Linked DNA regions of Gossypium hirsutum: region 1 is linked to region 2. The links are chromatin contacts, called in public Hi-C maps. All regions are on one chromosome and are shown on one strand. Each heading gives the region's core, a stretch centred on a gene start, on an enhancer-like site or on the middle of the called end of the contact. The rest is flanking DNA. Distances are from core to core; before and after follow the strand shown.

What was found. Hi-C and Micro-C count contacts between places; a contact is called where the count stands out from the background.
Region 1: a Hi-C map of leaf shows a contact between it and region 2, with 2.2 times the contacts expected there. The contact joins the promoter of LOC107950533 here to the enhancer-like site in region 2. A contact is called at or near these places in 4 of 34 Hi-C or Micro-C datasets (hypocotyl and leaf).

What each region holds. Positions count from the first base shown.
Region 1 is chrD03:9,218,444-9,222,639 of Gossypium_hirsutum_v2.1, reverse strand. It overlaps LOC107950533 (WEB family protein At3g02930, chloroplastic), which reads left to right and starts at 2,912. Exons shown (of 3, transcript XM_016885402.2): 1 at 2,912-3,264; 2 at 3,881-4,088. The coding sequence starts at 3,248.
Region 2 is chrD03:9,094,827-9,098,960 of Gossypium_hirsutum_v2.1, reverse strand. No RefSeq gene overlaps it. Among protein-coding and RNA genes, the nearest start is that of LOC107950019, 30 kb to the right of the region's middle. Within about 2 kb of position 1,335, at least 4 of the 9 cell types and tissues checked have an H3K27ac peak or open chromatin away from gene starts, as enhancers often do. A contact at or near this core is called in leaf, where this site is marked.

The sequences.
Region 1 (4,196 bases), core at 1,663-4,162, 120 kb before region 2:
TACCATTTGGATTGTCATGTTTAAAAAATTAATGTTTTAACTAGTATTTCCATTAAAAATAACAGTTAAACTTGTTTTAAAAAGTTGAGCTAAATTTAATTTAAAAAATAAATAAATATCAATTTGACAAACAATATAATTATTACCTATATATTTTTATGTAAATACTTTAAATTTTACTAGTCGTTCACACATATGGTAATGAAACGATAAATAATTTTATTGTTAGAAAAAATAATAAAAAAATATATCTAAAAACATATAGGAGAAAAGAACCTATTTTTTAAAAATATAAAGAGAAAGAAATACGATTATCTATTTAAAAACAAGTAATTTAAATTTTATTATTTTTAATTGAATTGATATCATTTGCTTAAGGTGAACCTGACCTTTGAGCCTCGAAATCTATTTTTTATTATATAATATTTATAAAATAATACATAAAAATATTTATGAATTAAATAAAATTAGAACTAATTCATTGACTTTTTTTTTTTGCAAAAAGGTATGACTCTCATCTATTAAAATGAAAAGGGATAAATATTAAATTTATACATGAATTTTTATTCAACGTGTAATTATATACATGAATTTTAATTTGATGCAACTATACACAGGAAACTTTAATTGTGGTTTAGATGTATGCTTGAAAGTTTAATTCTGATTGAATCATATGTATTTAAAGAAATAAATACATCAATTTATTTTTATATTGAATAAATATAATTATTTATATGTGCAATATATAAACATAAAATGATGTTATATCAATAATTGTGTTAATAATTTACAAGAATTGGATCAAATCAAAATTTTATGTATACAATTACACATTAAACCATAATTAATGTATAATTTTGAGATTTATCCCAAATAAAAATAGCGAACAAATTATTTATTTTAGTTTTTGCAAAAAAAGAGAAAAGCAATAAAATAGAAATTCAAAGTATAATGAGCACATTATTCTTTTTCTTCTTCTTTTTGGTAATAAATATGTTCAAAAAAAAATTGTTAATGAAACCCCTCCGCCATTCTTCTTTCTTGAAAAGAGCATAATAGGGTTTTGCCTGTGAAAAAGTTACCTTCAATCTTTGACCCATTTTTTGTATTTATATACCATATTTAATACTTTTATATTTATATATAAGTTTTATATTTACACAATTATAAAATCTTTGATTTAAATAAATTCAATTAAAAATTTAGTTTTTAGTATAATAAAAAATATGATAATAATATATTTATCTTTTAATATGTTTATATCAAATATTTAAATAAAACAACTAAAAACTTGGCTTAAAAGTAAAACAAATGTCTATGAAGATTTCTGCATAAGACCTTTATTGTCCCACTTTTGATGTAATTGATGAATAAAACTTCTATAGATATTATATAGTTTTTTTTTCTTTAGTCCAATGGGTGTGTTATAATTTAGTATTAATAATTTGTATTATAATTAACAAGGCCTCACCTATGATGATGAGATTGAGTTTTTATAAATTAAAAAAAAAGTATTTTATAGGGAAATTTAGTAAAATATATTTTTAGATAATCTTACATTACATCAACCAAATAGAAAAATCTTATGTTTTAGATAAAAGAATCTAATAGTATAAAATTTATACTCAATAATATCTAAAATGGATAAATCTTAAAATTATACATTAATTTTGTTCTAATTTACAATGTCATGCATAAATTTTAATTTGGTATACATAAAATTTTAGTTTTAATTTAATTTTCACCTACAAGTAATGTTGTTATCTATGTGACACTATTTTTTTGTTAAGCTATATGTAAATAACTTATATGATATTTTATTAAATTAAAACAAAAATGAATAAATTTAAAATATTTTCATATAAATTTAAATTATGCTTTTCTTAAATAATTAAAATTAATTTTTGGTATAATAAAAGCGTAAGTATTTGATACATTAGTAGAATACTTTTTTTATTCTACAAGCAGTTTTAAATTTTTTATATATGTATTATTTTTAATATTTTACTATATCCTATAAGATATTTGTCAACCACATGACCTTGTTTTTGAAGTCTGAAAATTTCACTGACAGTAAGGGTGAGCAAAACTCGATTTAATTCGAAAGAATAAAAAAATTGAATTTTGTGTTATTGAATCGAGTTTTTTGAATTATTCGAGCCAACTCAAATAACTCGATTTGAGTTTTGAGTTCAAGTCGAGTTGAATTTCACAATTCGATTAACTTGAATAATTCGAAAAATTCAAATAATAGATTGGTGTAAATACCCTTTTGGTCCCTGTCAACTTTGAAAATAAGCAAAATGGTCTCTCTCATAATAAAAATTAAAAAATAATTTAAAATAATTTTTAAAATTTAAAATATTTATAAAATTTTCAAAATTTATATTTTTAAAAAAATTCTAAAAATTCTAAAAAATATATAAAAAATATAAAATTTTAAAAATTTTCTAAAACAATAATTTTGGGACCTAATTAATGATTCAAATTTATCATACTCAAGTATCTTATTTTTTTTATCTTGCTTTGAAATTTTTTCAAATATATATTTTTTCAAATTTATGTGTTCTAATATGAAATTATTTATACTGTAACAATATTTTTATTTGACCTGTTTAATTTTTTAAATTTAACTTGAACAATTTCACTCAACTTAATTAAAAAAAATCAAATGAGTTAAGATGATAAAATAAGATTTGTGAATTCAATTTACTGAAATATTTTTTACTCAATTCGATCGAAGATCAAGCATAACCGGCTGTGTACCAATTAATTCCTGAAATTAGTAATTTTCATATTAAATCATTACAATTAATAATCAACCAACTAACCTATATTCAACGGTCATGTCCGTATTATCTATAGGCGTGATAATATAAATTTTTAATTAGATCTATCCAAAGGACAGCCCAGGGTCATTTCTGTAATTTCCCACATCATCTTCACACCTAAAAAGAAACAAAGCAGCAAAAAGAAGTAAGGATTCAAAAAAGGAAAGAAGAAATAACAGGCTGATGGTGTTTCTTTTTATGTTGTGGAGACAAGAAAATACCATCCTATATAATTTGCTTTCTTGAATTTTCTACAAAACCAAGCAAAGCTGAACAAGAAAAACTAAACTTCATCACTTACATTTTCTTCTCCAAAAATGTCTACAAATTAGCTACCATTACTCTTCTCTTTTATTTTTCCTTGTTTAAAACTCCAAAGCTTCTTCACCTATCTGCTGCTGCTTTTCATTAACAACATGTCTGCTAAAACGAAGTAAGTATCACTCACTCACTCACTCGCTTTTTTCTTCCATGTAATTTTAAGCTTTCGTCCTTAATTCTTTTATTTTAGACTAGATCTGCTTTGGGGGTTTTTTTTTTGTTTCTTTGTTCGAGGCCTTGTTTTGGGGGGTTTTTCTTTTCATTTCATTTGATTTTTTTTTTATCTTAAATTCTGGGATTATGTTGGATCTGCTTTTTGATGCTTTTTAGAGCTCGTGTTTTGGAAATTGAAACACTCAGTCTATCTGTAATTCCCACCCTTTTGTTTTTAGTTAAGTTTGTTCTTTGATTCCCTTTTTCAAATGGATTTTACTTCATTTTTCTGTATTCATAATCCTGATTCCTGAGCTTGTTTTATGAGTGTTCTGTTCTTAGTTCCCTTGCTTGTTAGGTTCATATATTTAAAATGCATATGCAAACATGTATAATTCAGTAGAATAATCCGCTGATCTTGATGAATTATGTTGAAAATGTTGCCATACTGGTCATAGATCCATGCTTAATTTTATTTCCACATGAATTTTGTTTATATTCTTTGCATTATGTGTTTAAAATAATGGGACTTTGATCTTATGCTCAGAATATGATTCCTTTGAACATTTAAACAGATCTGGGTTATTTGAAACTCCTACCAAGGTTTCACCTGCAACGCCTAAAGTGGCGACCAAAGTAAGCAGGGGACTGGCTAAACCAGAACCTGATTCACCCTCTCCCTTGCAAAGTACTCGCCATTCAGTTGAGCGTTCACCACGGACATCCCTCAATTCAAAGCCTACAATTGATCGTAGATCACCAAAGGTTGCCACCACGCCTGATGTAAGTTTCTTCGTCAATGCTGTCAAATATTACTGCATTTGATCTTTATACATTTCTGATTCGCGAGAAGATTGACGGTTGAAAAGGGATTTTTATTGATATTAGATT
Region 2 (4,134 bases), core at 86-2,585:
CTCAATTTAAATTAAAATTTTTAGGCTTGCATAATTTTGACTAAAAGACGATCGGTAAACATTTAGATCTAAAACCAAGTTAGTTTTACCATAGGTGGTAAAATGACGGAAATGCCCTTAGGTTAAATTACCTAAAAATAGTTTAAAATGGGCTCATAATTTGCGTCCGTATTAATAAATAACTACTTAGATAAAATTGAGGTGTTATAAGGTCAGGGTGTGTCTTGAGTGGTCGTTAGCCGGAGAGTCACTTAAGTGACTAATGTAATGTTTCGAATTCAGGTCGGTCCGTCTTGGTCGGGTTTGGGGTGTGACAAAACTAGTTAGCAAAACAAGATTAGTTGGCCTATCGATGATGCCACATGTAATATGAAGTAACCTACAAATATGTTTCAACCAGTTTCATTCTATTTTGGGTGATAACATTTGTCACTTTCCACAACATTTGGAAATTTCCATTTTCATGAAAGCATGGATGAAGCGGTGCTTTGGAATGGTACCCACGAAAGTAAAAGTAAAACTTTGAACATTCTTCAAAAAGGAATAGAAGGCAAGCATAGGAATAGAAAATTTTCCATTTGCCATTTCCGATAAGGGTTTGACTTTGTTTCCAAAATTTAGAATTGGGTAGGTGTGGTTTAGAAACATTGGTAGCAAAGATTTGAATATGTGATAAGGTATTTGGGGAATAAGGAATTAGAAAGTGAAATTGAGGATTAGGGATTTGACAAGTTGGGGGTTTGATGAAATTGGGGAGAATGTTGAATTATATTTAAATGACTAGGCGATTATGAGCGCTAGAGCTACTAAGGGTAGTGAAGAATTAACTATCTGATAAGGTATTTGGGGATTAGGTAATTGGAAAGTGTAATAAGAGATTAGGGATTCGACAACTTGGAAGGTTGATGAAATGGGTGACTGAATTTGATTTGAATGACCAGCGAACTATGAGCATTAGATCTAATGAGGCGGGATTTTCAAAAAATAATGAAGTAAAGGATGAAGAATTAGATAGGCACCATGAATTCGATGGATTTTTTAATGGTAAAGATGCACCAGAAATAACAATGATAGATGTTCAAGGTAGGGAGTTTAAGTCATTATCTAAAGCAATCTTATTTTACAATTTTCTTTTTTTTTTTTTGTAAAAAGACCTAAGGGTCAAACTCAATTTATTGAATCACTAATAACAAAATCATGGATATCCATAGAATAATCCATGTCAAAAGTCCAATTACAATTATTTTTAATAGCCTGTTTGCAAAGAAAAGCCGCAATCCTATTATAGCTGCGGTTGGCCCAATTGAAAATGACCGAATTAAAATTTTCCAATTCCTTGCAGACCGTAGCCCAACATGGTAATATCCTTGCCACGTTTTTTCACCTTGTTAACCAAGCTGACACGGTTTGATTCGAAAATCACTTTAGAAATATTAAGGGAGAAAGCAAACTTCAAACTCTCTTCAAAAGCATAAAGCTCCACCCATGCAGCTAACATTTCAACATCTTTGAAGCCTCCACCCTCCAAGTACGAAACCATCGGAGTCACGTGCAATCACCCAATATCCAATCTTATTATTAGACACAGCGGCATCAAAGTTAATTTTCACAAAACCGCGCGGAGGTTTCACCCAGTTTTTAGTAGCAGGAGTAACAGGCAGCAGCGGCTTGTTAACCAAGTTATGAGTACGAAAATCTTGGCAAAGGGTTATTGCTCTATCCCAGACCACCCTCACATCTTCCTCCTTGCCCTTAAAGACAAAGTTATTGTGATTGTTCCAGCTGTTCCAAGCGTTGTAATGCAGTCGGCAACCGCTTTCATATCCAAAACACGCATGACGTCCTCGATCCAGTCGATGCATTGTGAATACTCTCTAATGAGGAGCCTATTGTAAAGGCCACCAAGAGCAAGAATGGCGCGAGTGGTGGGGCAATCTTTCAGGGCATGATTATGGGTTTCCACCTCGCACCGCACCTAGGACACTCTTTTCTAAAATCCTAACGAATAGAAGAAATCTTAGCATACTTAGGAAGAATGCCATAACTCACCCACCAGCAAAAAACACGGATCTTGGGCAATGTATTCAGCTTTCAGATTGTTTTCCAGAAGAATCTATGAGGGCCAAAGCCCACCTGCTTGAGGAGAAGCCACGAATAAGCTGACTTAGAGGTATTGAAACCGTGGGGGGTTATGAAACCACACCTTTCTGTCATTCGGACCTTTTGCAATAATTAGAATTTTACAAATTTGGTCCCCCATACTATTACCATAAAGCTCATGCACCCTTTCTTTGTTCCAGCACGTGTAGTTATTGTTCCAAAGGTCTTTCACTTTTCGTTCATGGAAAGTCAGAATAGTGGAGCAAAACGAATCACCATTTAAACCCTTAAAACCCCAATTATCTTTACAAATTTCGATGCTGTTGCCGTCGCCCATATGCCAACCGAAATCATTCACGAGGGTTTTAGTAGCAGTAGCAATACTGATCCAAGTGTACGTTGGCTTGTCTATACATTTAGGGCGAAAGATATCTCCATCAGGGAAGTACTTTGAACTTAACACATGATAGCACAAAGTATCTTTACAAGTAAGAAGTCTCCAAACTTGTCTGCCTAAGAGAGCCAAGTTGAAAAGAAGAAGATCCCGAAAGCCGAGGCCGTTCATGCCTTCGGGAAAGCAGACTCTGTCCCAAGTGAGCATTGACCAGCTCTGACCTCTATCTTTACCATTCCACCACATACGATTAATTTTGAATTGTAAGTCTTCAATGATGCCTCTGGGAGCAAGGAAAACTGAAAAAGCGTAAGTTGGAATGGATTGAAGTATAGATTTAATGAAAATTTCTTTACCCCTACAAGATAGGAGCCTCTTAGACCAACTGTTAATCTTGCAAGAAATACGGTTAGTAATACTTTGAAAGGTCATAGACTTTTTCTTCCCAACGAGGAGGGGTAAGCCAAGGTAATTATCGAGCTTGTCAACCACTCTCATTCTAAGTAAGTCACCATATTGTTGATGTTGGTTCATAGGAGTGTTCGGGCTAAAAAAACACCATAGATTTGTCAAGATTAATGCTTTGGCCCGAGATTTGTGCAAAGTCACTAAGGATATTCAAAAAGGCCTCCACTTCAGTTTTTTCTTTTTGTTCCTGACAAATAGAAGAGCATCATCGACAAAAAAACAAGTGGTTAATACTAGGGCCGTTTTGGCTAGCCCGAATTCCCCTAATAACATTAGTACTTTGAGCATGTGGTAACATTCTAGAAAAGGCCTCCATACAAAACAAAAAGAGATAAGGGGATAGGAGGTACGAGAGACAACAACACAAAGGAAGTTATTTTAAGGTATTTGTTAATAGAGAAGGAGAGAGAGATAAGAAATGGATGAATAATGGGAAAAGGGTACGAGAGCCAAGAGTTATGATTAGAACTCGTTGCAAGGCTCAAATTATGTTTTCACTTAATAAGATAACACATAGGTGGGTAGTTAGTAAATTTGCAAAGGATCACAACCATGAGATGGTAAAACAGTCACAAAAAAAGGCTTATAAAATCTAATCGTTCAGTTTTTTAAGGTGAGAAAGTATAAGCAATGACAATGAAAAGATCCAGTATCCTACAATTTTAGATGATGAATTTATTTGCTAACCAAGCGAGGAGCTTTGATAACATAAGATTCACCAGGAAAGATCTTGCGAATAAGCTACATGCGGAGGCAATGAAAGCAATTGCATTCGGGAATGCAAACGCCGCGTTAGCATATTTTTAGGTGAAAATGAGTGATCTTGGGTTCTACATGGAGTATGTATTGCGCTCAGATAAGCATCTAGAGAAACTTTTCTGGGCAGGCTCATAGTCGGGCCAATTATGAATACTTTAGAGATATGATTGCGTTTGACACAACATAGAAGAAGAATGGGTATAATCTTGCTCTTTTAATATTCGTAGGAATTAAAAATCACCATCAAACAATAGTATTTGCATTTTTAATTTTTTCAAGTGAAAGGCATGAGACTTTTTATTTGGATTTTGAACGAGTTTGTTAGTTGTAACCGACTGTGACAAGGCCATGCATTTAGCTTTAAATGATGTATTTCATGGAGTTAACTGTAAGTTGTGTGAATGGAACATCCA